Regions from separate parts of the Gossypium hirsutum genome. Here region 2 is linked to region 1. The links are chromatin contacts, called in public Hi-C maps. All regions are on one chromosome and are shown on one strand. The core of a region is the stretch at or near the end of the contact, and the rest is flanking DNA. Distances in the headings are between cores, read along the strand shown. Region 1 holds the start of LOC107955390 (chloroplast envelope quinone oxidoreductase homolog). Region 2 holds the start of LOC121231838 (NAC domain-containing protein 4).

Region 1 (4,714 bases), core at 2,152-4,651:
GTTTTACTTTTATTTTATTTTATCACTGTCTTTTATTTTAATAAGGATTCGGGTTACTCAATTCTAACAAAGATAAATTTGAAGATCGAGTTGCACAAACTGAAACCACTTGAGCTTCGGTGATATTTTCCTTCATTTCGCCTTTGATCTCTCACCAACATCTTTTACTTTAAAGCCAATATCGACATAATAAACCAAGTTAGAACAACAAATCACAACAATCAAAACCTTTAACTTCCAACAAAATCATGCAATGTGATTTAGCAGTACACTTTCTCACTTCAATGCCCACTTTCAATGATTCAAATTAAAACTTACCGTAACTCAAATCTAACATTATATTCATATTTAAGAACTTAAAACTAACCTAAAAACATCGAATTCTCTATTGAAAAATCAATTTCTCTTCTCATTCTTTTAAGCACTCGTTAAAGACAACTTCTAAGAACTATGTTCAATCTCCAATCAAGTCTAATTCCTAGCATCCTAATAAAATTAAAAACTCATTAGCAATGTAAATCTAACCCAAAAACAACAAGAAATCTCGACTCTCTCTAATCCAATCAACATGAGCATAGCTTTAAAAATGAGAAAATCATTAGAAATTAATTTACATGGATAGAAAATCATTAAATTAAGTTAAATCATCATTGCCTAGTTGAATTTTTCAGAAATCAAAGTCAAGAACAATCAAGAAATCGATCTCATATTCTTACAAAAAATTGAAAAAAAAATGGAAAATTGTATTTTGATCTTAAAAACATAAAAAATTTTGCTAGAAATAAACTTTTCAAGACTGATTGATAAGAATCAAAAGCTTAAAAAAATATTTAAAGATTTGAAAGAAATTTTGAAAGAAAATGTAGAGCAAATATTCACCATCGGTCCATTTGATAATGAAATAGTGAGCAAATTGTGTTCGTGAAATGAAATGGTGAGTAATTGTTCACTCCCTTCAATATTCAATAGTGAGCAAAATGTGTTCTTGAAATGAAATGGTTGGTTCAATATTTCAAAAACAAAATCTAATTTTCCATGGCATTAAACAAAAAATTTTGAATTTTGAATTTTAAATTTTAAATTTTAAATTTTATAACAAAACAGAGTTTTGAATAACATTACAGTTAGCACACTTTAAATTGCCAACAAAAAAAGAACTCACACACCAACATTTGTATTCTTCAAATTACAGAGCACTTGTGAATATACAAATAACTCATAAGCAACCCCAATCACAGAAAAAGTATAAATTTAATGTATGCATCAAGTTATCTTCATAAACTAGGGCTCCACAAGAATCTTGCCAGTGGCATGGCCATCAATGCTCTTAGCCCAAGCATCTTCGGCCTTACTTAGAGGATGCTTCGAATCGATTTTTGGCTTAAGCTTTCCATCTCTCACCAAATTAACAAGAAAATCGAGATTCTCTTTCTTAGGTGAGGTAAACAAGGGTATGAGTTGCTTCTTTGAGCATGAAATCTTTTTCGCAGCAACACTCATCAAAGTACCGAAACCAGGAGTGGTATCTACTACCTTTCCTTTTGGAGTCAAGTTAGCCGAAAAGGTAGACCAAGGAATGTTGTGTGCACAGTGGATGATTACATCGTATTTGCGACCAGAAGGGCTTTTGAGAGCCACCCCATCAGGAGTTTTGTAGTCAAGAACCTCATCAGCCCCCAGGCTCCTGACTAAATCCATATTACGAGCCCCACAAGTGGCTGTAATGTGTGCATTTGCAAGCTTTAGGAGTTGCACTGCATATTGACCTACACCACCTGAAGCTGCTGTAACCAATACGTTTACTTGCGGGCCAGTTCCATCAAGTTTGAGCCCAGCAAGCTGGGTGAGTGACTGGTGAGCTGCGAGGCCAGCAATTGGCAAAGCTGCACCTTCAGGGGCTGATACCTCTGGAGGCCTTGGAACTGTGGAGCCTGCCTTAGCCACAGCATATTCAGCTAGTGCACCTCCATTCTATGATTGCAAAATACATTCATATAATAAGAAATTGGCACGAAAAAGGACATAAATGATGCTAGATAGCATTTAAAACAAGGAGATGAATAATAATGGCGAACAAGAATCTTATGGCTTGGTTGTAGTAAAACTTGAACCAACGAACTTGTCGAGTGTAACATCAACCATACATATGTTTCCCACATGCAAGTATGCAACAACCCAAGAATAAGAATGAGTACTTACACCAAGTACGGCAACAACTTTATCCCCGACTTTGAAACTCTGGACACCTGATCCAACTTGTACGATTTCTCCTGCTACATCGGTACCTGCTCCACCAGATGTTCTTTAGCTAATGATTGAAAACAAGTATTCAAACTAGTACAAGAAAGAAAAGTTTTGATGCTTTAAATCCACCATTGGGCTGAACCATCTAGAGAAAAGTAAAAGTACCAGGAATGTGGGGGAATTTGCGAGGTAAAAATGGGCGCGCTACCCCCTCCTGTATTTTCCAGTCGATTGGGTTAATACTAGCTGCCTCTACTTTGATCAAAACTTCTTCCTTTTTTGGACTGGGAATCGGAACTTCAACATGCTGCAACACCCACAAAATTCCATATAAGGATTCAATTGATGAGTTGAAGAATAATTAAATTTTATCTCCAAATTATATTGGGATGAGATTACAGGGTTTAAACACTGTGTAACTATCATTTCAATATAAGGATAATAATCCATTTGGCTATCCACTCTTAACTCAAAAATCAAACTTAACATTTAATAAACAACCAAAATCCTGGACATTTCGATTTCACTTGTAATTTTTTTTTTTAAAAAAAACTCAAAGAAAGAATGAAAAGAAGAAAAAAAGCGCCAGACATATAAAGTTTCACGATGGTGACGACGAGCACCGCCGATGACGGTGACGCTGAGCCGCAGAGGCAGACACGTGTAAGATTTTACCCAATGATACGGTGGTAGGATTTGCTACTTACTTATTTTCCCGCAAATTATGGTTTTCTCAGAATTAAATCTACTGTCCTAATTTAATTAGCTCATTCTAACCCCCCCCCCCCTTCTTCACCCTTATATCCATAAAAGCCAATAAGATTAAGGACTAAATTAAACAAAATTTAATTAAATCTCCATCTTAAGCATGAAAAAGTAAAAAAAAAAAAAAAAAACATAAGAGCAAGAATATAACCTTGAGATCAGCGGCTCCTCCGTTATATTTACTGTATTGAACGGCTCGCATCATATTCGTCGCCATTTTATTCCTTATCTTAGAGGAAATGAAAAGTGAAAGGTGGTGGGAAGGCAAAAACTGAAGATTAATAGGTGAGGAAGAGGATGATATAATTTGGCGTCAGATACTTGGAATTTATAGTAAAGTAATGCAAATATGAATATGTTTATGTCCAATTGAAATGCGTGTATATGTCAAACCAATGTGATGCCTCTAGAAACATTGAATTTTATTAGTCCACGCAAACAAAATATAGTCAATGTAATTTTCTTCATAATTTATTTCTTAAATTAAATTATCATTGTGAATTTAATTAATAGAATAAATGGTTAAAACTGTTAGGCCTTTTTCCATTGTGATTTGAGTTTCAAATTTTAAGGGTAAAAATTTGACCTTTTTTTACCTAACGTAAAAGTCGAGATCAGATTTTTTTTTAATTTTATTTTTGGAAGCAAAAATTATCAAAATATTTTTATTTATATTATTTAAAAGATATATAAAATTTATATTTTATATATCATTATATTAAAGAGAAAATACTTGATACATTGAAAAAAAAAATTTTAAGTCCACAAACAGAGCCACGGAGTTGATAAGTGTCTTATAAGAGTACAGTATAATATTAAAAAAATATTTTCAAAAAATACATGGTAATTTTTTAAGATTAATTGTGAAATAAAAAAATATAATAAATTAATAAACTATTTTTTTCACAATATTTTTTTACTGTAATTTTTAAAAATATTTTTCAACCTTGTAATGTAAAAAAAAAAATTTATTGTTATTTACTTGAAAGAAATGGTGAGTTAAATTCAATCCTGTGTGCAGCTGTTCTTTAATTAAAAAGTCAAAATACTACGATTCCAGGTATGGCGGCCGCTTGCTTTGAATACATAAATGGGCAAGTTGCAAGTTGGTTCATCCTTTTATTATTAGTAGTATTATTATTTTGTGCGTGTCCCATGCATAGGTCCCTTATGCCACAATATGAATTCTAATTTTCTTATTATCCATTATTTTTATTGTTTAAATTAACATTTTTTACGAGGTTTAATATTTTTACTTTAAATTATTTATTTTTTATGCATCTCAATAAAAGTTTATGATTTTTAAGTACATTTAAATATTTTTTATTATAAACGGTTATTTGATAAACAGAGTTTCAAGTTTTTTTAACTGGTTTGGGCATAAATGGAAGATTGTAAGAGTTTATTGAGTTAAAACCTCAAAAAAAATTGAGATGGGTAACTTTTTCAACAGATGATTGGAAATAAGATATATGGAATGACATATTTAACCATGATTGTTCAAAAATTACTCATTTTGCCACATACTCTCAAACCTAATAGGGTTGCCCTCATTTTCGCGTTCACCTCCAAATTCTAAAGTAAATTTCAAAAAAAAAAAATTCCACCATGAATCTACAAAAATCAATTGCCACGAGAAATTTTCAATCGAACCCATTTATTCTTCAATATTTATATACTCTTAATTTATTTTCAATTTACTTGT
Region 2 (4,223 bases), core at 28-2,527, 190 kb before region 1:
TGACATCAATTTTCATTTATTATTTTGCTTTTATTTAGATGAATTGCTCTGCACATTTTATGCTGGGAATGAAACTTCCCTTTCCAGGATATCTACTTGAAATATAGTAGCAGTTTTTGCAAGATTTAGGGCTAGTTTAGCAATACTTTTGAAAAGTACTGTGTAAAAATGATTTTGAAAAGATTAGTTTAAAATTTGAGTGTTTAGTATTGCTGTTAAAAAATATTTTTGAGAAATAAAATATTCATTTTAGAATGTTATTATTAAGTAACAAATATACATTTAAATAATATTTAAATTAGTTAATATTATTATATTTTAGTAAGAATAAAAAAAATTATTATAATTTATTGTTAATATTTTAATATATGAAATATAAATTCTAAATATTTTTAAGCAATAAATATTAATTATTTATAAAATTTAATTAAAATATATAAACTATATTTTAAATATTTAAATATAACCATTAAATATGTGTAATTATTATTTTAAAAATATTTTTTTATTTTTAATTAATGATTTAAACACATTTGTAGTTAAGTACTAAGAAAAAAAAAAGAAAATACTACATTATTGAAGAGTGAAAAAGTAATTAAGCATCAAAAATAGTTTTGGGAGAAAAAAATTAAAAATTTTAATTTTTAATATTTTTTAAAAGTACTTGTAAAAAATCAAAAATTTTAACTAAAAGCAATTTGTTTAGATGAGATGGAGAATCTAATGATTACACCTATAATAAAATTCAACCGGTAAAAAGTTGACCAAAAGTGTTTCCTTGGTGACCAAGTGAATTGATAATTCCTTGGCTTGATTCCAAGCAAACAAAGGGAGCTTTGAGTCAAGCACTTTCGGAAGGGGTCGACGTCAAGTTCCTAGCAAATGCAAGGAAAATATTGATGGATACTGGAAGATAGGGTTTGGATTTGTATTATTTCAAAGCACTATTTAAATGTGTGTCAAATACATAAATGAGAAAAATCTATATAAATTAAAACTATTAAGAAAAATAATATTGATAATTATTAGATTAGCACAATAAAATAATATAGGCCATGAATTTTATCTATTTGGGTTACAGAATGAAATTTTAAAATTAAAAATAGAAAAATATAAAAGATTATTGAAATTACAAACTTAGCCAGGAAGGCCAAGAATTATAGTGGTCCTTGTAGCAAAGAAAAAGAATAATAGTGATCCGAAGAGGAACTGACACGTATAGTGGGATCCACTTGAAGTATTTGTACTACAACTTAGTAAGCAAGGAGAGTGTAATTACTGCCTCAGTCTTCCACTCTCTGTATATTTATATACATGGAGAGGATGTTAATATTTTGGCACAAACTTTCCTATGCTCTCTTGGTTCATTTCAACTCCTTCAGCCATTTTTTTTTTACTTCTAGTTTCCTTTAGCAATCTTTTTGAAACAAAATGAACACAGTTAAAGGTTTCAGATTTCACCCAACCGACGAAGAACTCATCGAGTATCTGCTCCTCGTAACCTTCTGCGTCGACCGTGATTCTCTCGTCCAAGTTATTGATCAAGTACCGGACATCTGCCAGTGGGAGCCTTGGCAACTAGCTGGTAATCTTTTATATATGTATGGTGAACTTGTTGGGACTTTTTTTTATATCCATTTTGGTGAAATATATGTATGTATGTTTTGGTGTTTCAGAGAGTTCCAAATTGCAAACTGGGGATCGATTATGGTACTTCATATATACACCGACATATAAGTACCGGAATAGTAAACGAATTAACCGGACCACCCGGGAAGGTTATTGGAAACCTACGGGCAATGCTCGGAAAATTATAGACCCTAAAACAGGGAAGGTGATTGGCACCAAGAAGACCTTGGTTTACTATAAAGGCCAATGTAATGATAAAGACAAAATCAAGACTTGCTGGGTTATGCATGAGTATGAACTCGTGGCTGCCCCTAACTCCACTGACACTGATCGGGTAAGTCACTATTTCATTTGAATTAATATATTTTAGCTTTTATTATGTTCGATTTTTTGTTTATTTGCTTTGATTTGTTGTAGAAAACATTCAACCTTTGTAAATTGAAGAAAAGGGTTGATATTTCCTGCACTGATGCTGGGCAATCAAGTCAGCATAAGGACTGTGATGATGTTGTTCATAATCAATCCGGCATTGAGAGTTATGCCGGAGAAATAAGTAGTCAACATAATATAGCCAATGATGATGTAGTCTCTAATTTATCGTCTCATGATCTGGATGATGCGATTTCGAAGGTAAGATGCTTAATGCAGAATTTCTTAATCATTTATCTGTTTAGATGATGACTAAATGCTCATTTCTTTGATTCAGGGAAATTTACACGAGAGGTCAAAAGAATGCAATGAACCCGAAGGCAACAGTGGGGTTCAAAAACTGAATAGCATCATTGAAAAGGATGATAAGTCCTGTAGTTCGGTTCTTACTAATGGTGATGAAACCATCACCGTCGAAAGAAGCGATCAAAATAATGTAGTTGTTGCAATTGAGGGATTAGGAATACCTTCTAGTTTCGAGTATCTTGGCGATGAGGTTTTAATTCCGGCGGTAAAAATCTGTTTCTCTTAGTTATTTATTCCTGCAGATTATGATGAAGATAAAAAGTAAAGCTGTTTTTGCATACGTTTCAGGAATTTTTCTACAATGAGGGGTTATCGTTTGATGAGTTATTAGAAGTACCACAGGCAACTAATAACTCTAATTGGATTCAAGATCAATCTATCACCAACCCAGATGATGTTGAGTTCTTGAATTCAAGTTTTGTTGACAATGATGAAGCCTACCTCCTAGAAGAAAACAGACCGTATCCATCTGCTGCTGATAATGAAGTCTTAGGTGCAGTGGGATCATCTGATTCGATGGAGAAACCTAGTAAAAGGCCGCGTCTTTCACATGACGATCATGTAGAGACCACAGAGGCTCGAGCTGGAGGAAGTATCAGCTACCAGCAGTAGCAAAGAGCAAGAGATGCTCAAATGTTATTAGCATATATTGCAGACAGTAAAGAATATTCCTGTTTTTTTTGTATTGCTATTTTGCATTTTTGATGTTTGAAGGGTTTTTGGACTGTAAAATAAGAATTACAAGTGATGCTATATGTAACCTAATGTAAGATAGTGTATGAAGGGTTGACCATCATCTACTTGAATGATGCCATTCCAAATTACAGCTTAACTTAATGGAGAAAGTTGTCTGAAATATTACAGCTTGAATTCAAACTATGTTGCTGCTGTCTGTCCTTTAGACTTCGCGGATGAAATATTAGCTGCCAAGAAGCTGAACTAACATTATCCAAAAGCTTTACCATGTTTGATAATTAGATAAGCACTAAAGATTAAGCTAAATGAGCCATATATGTAAATACATACATATATATATTTGCTGATACAAGAATTAAGCGAAATAAATCACATAAATATATGCATATATATATTTGTTGATACAAGAATTAGGTTGTAGTGGTTTGAGACAATTTACTCGAAATTTAAAAAGTTGTAGGTAAGTTAAAATGATCTAAATATGAGTATCAAAAGAAGATAACAGAAAGGACGAGTATGGATAGTTGAAGGTTTAGTTATTAGAGGGGTCTTGACCTCTTTTCTTTGGGTCCAAGGCCTTTAAAGGGTGTTTTCTCTTATAATTCCTAAGGTGTCACTTGTTGCCCTCATATTGGTTCCAGATTTCTTGCAAATTAGTTGGTTTATTGTCTCATTATTGTAGGTTGTTTTGAACATGTTAATATTTAGATTGTTATATTTGCAGAATAAATATACGTAACATATGAATGACAAGTGTCTTGTCCATATCATTCAAGTATGTAGTCCTAATAGATAGGCTCGTGAGGTTTTAAGCTTGCAAGATAGTCCTCTTTAGTTAAAGACATTAACCCACTAGATGATAGGAACTCGAAGTGAACTCACGAGGTATAAGCATAACAATTGTCCTTGGTCGATAGGGAGGTTATAAATTCGCATTCCCTGAGACATTAAGCTTTTACAACCTGTTTGGGTATTGAATGGTGACTTGCACTGTTGTGAGGTACTTGTTGGTGTGAGGTGAACTTTCTATTGGGAGGCCACATGCTCATAAGGATTATGGGTATTTGGAGTTAGAAATATTTCAAGGACATTTTAGGAGCTTTCAAGTTTTAAAAATATTTAAAATAAATGCTATTTTGATAAGAGCGATTTAAGGGGCGATG

What was found. A called contact is a pair of places that touch in the nucleus more often than the background predicts.
Region 2: a Hi-C map of leaf shows a contact between it and region 1, with 1.9 times the contacts expected there. The contact joins the promoter of LOC121231838 here to the promoter of LOC107955390 in region 1. A contact is called at or near these places in 2 of 34 Hi-C or Micro-C datasets (both in leaf).

The regions. Positions count from the first base shown.
Region 1 is chrA07:93,278,133-93,282,846 of Gossypium_hirsutum_v2.1, reverse strand. LOC107955390 (chloroplast envelope quinone oxidoreductase homolog) reads right to left here and starts at 3,401. Exons shown (of 4, transcript XM_016891168.2): 1 at 3,161-3,401; 2 at 2,410-2,551; 3 at 2,200-2,285; 4 at 1,107-1,971. The coding sequence starts at 3,226. The coding sequence ends at 1,282.
Region 2 is chrA07:93,461,519-93,465,741 of Gossypium_hirsutum_v2.1, reverse strand. It overlaps LOC121231838 (NAC domain-containing protein 4), which reads left to right and starts at 1,277. Exons shown (of 5, transcript XM_041116667.1): 1 at 1,277-1,585; 2 at 1,677-1,963; 3 at 2,047-2,259; 4 at 2,336-2,569; 5 at 2,653-3,234. The coding sequence starts at 1,432. The coding sequence ends at 2,976. It overlaps LOC107925759 (FHA domain-containing protein FHA2), which reads left to right. Exons shown (of 3, transcript XM_041116668.1): 3 at 1-19.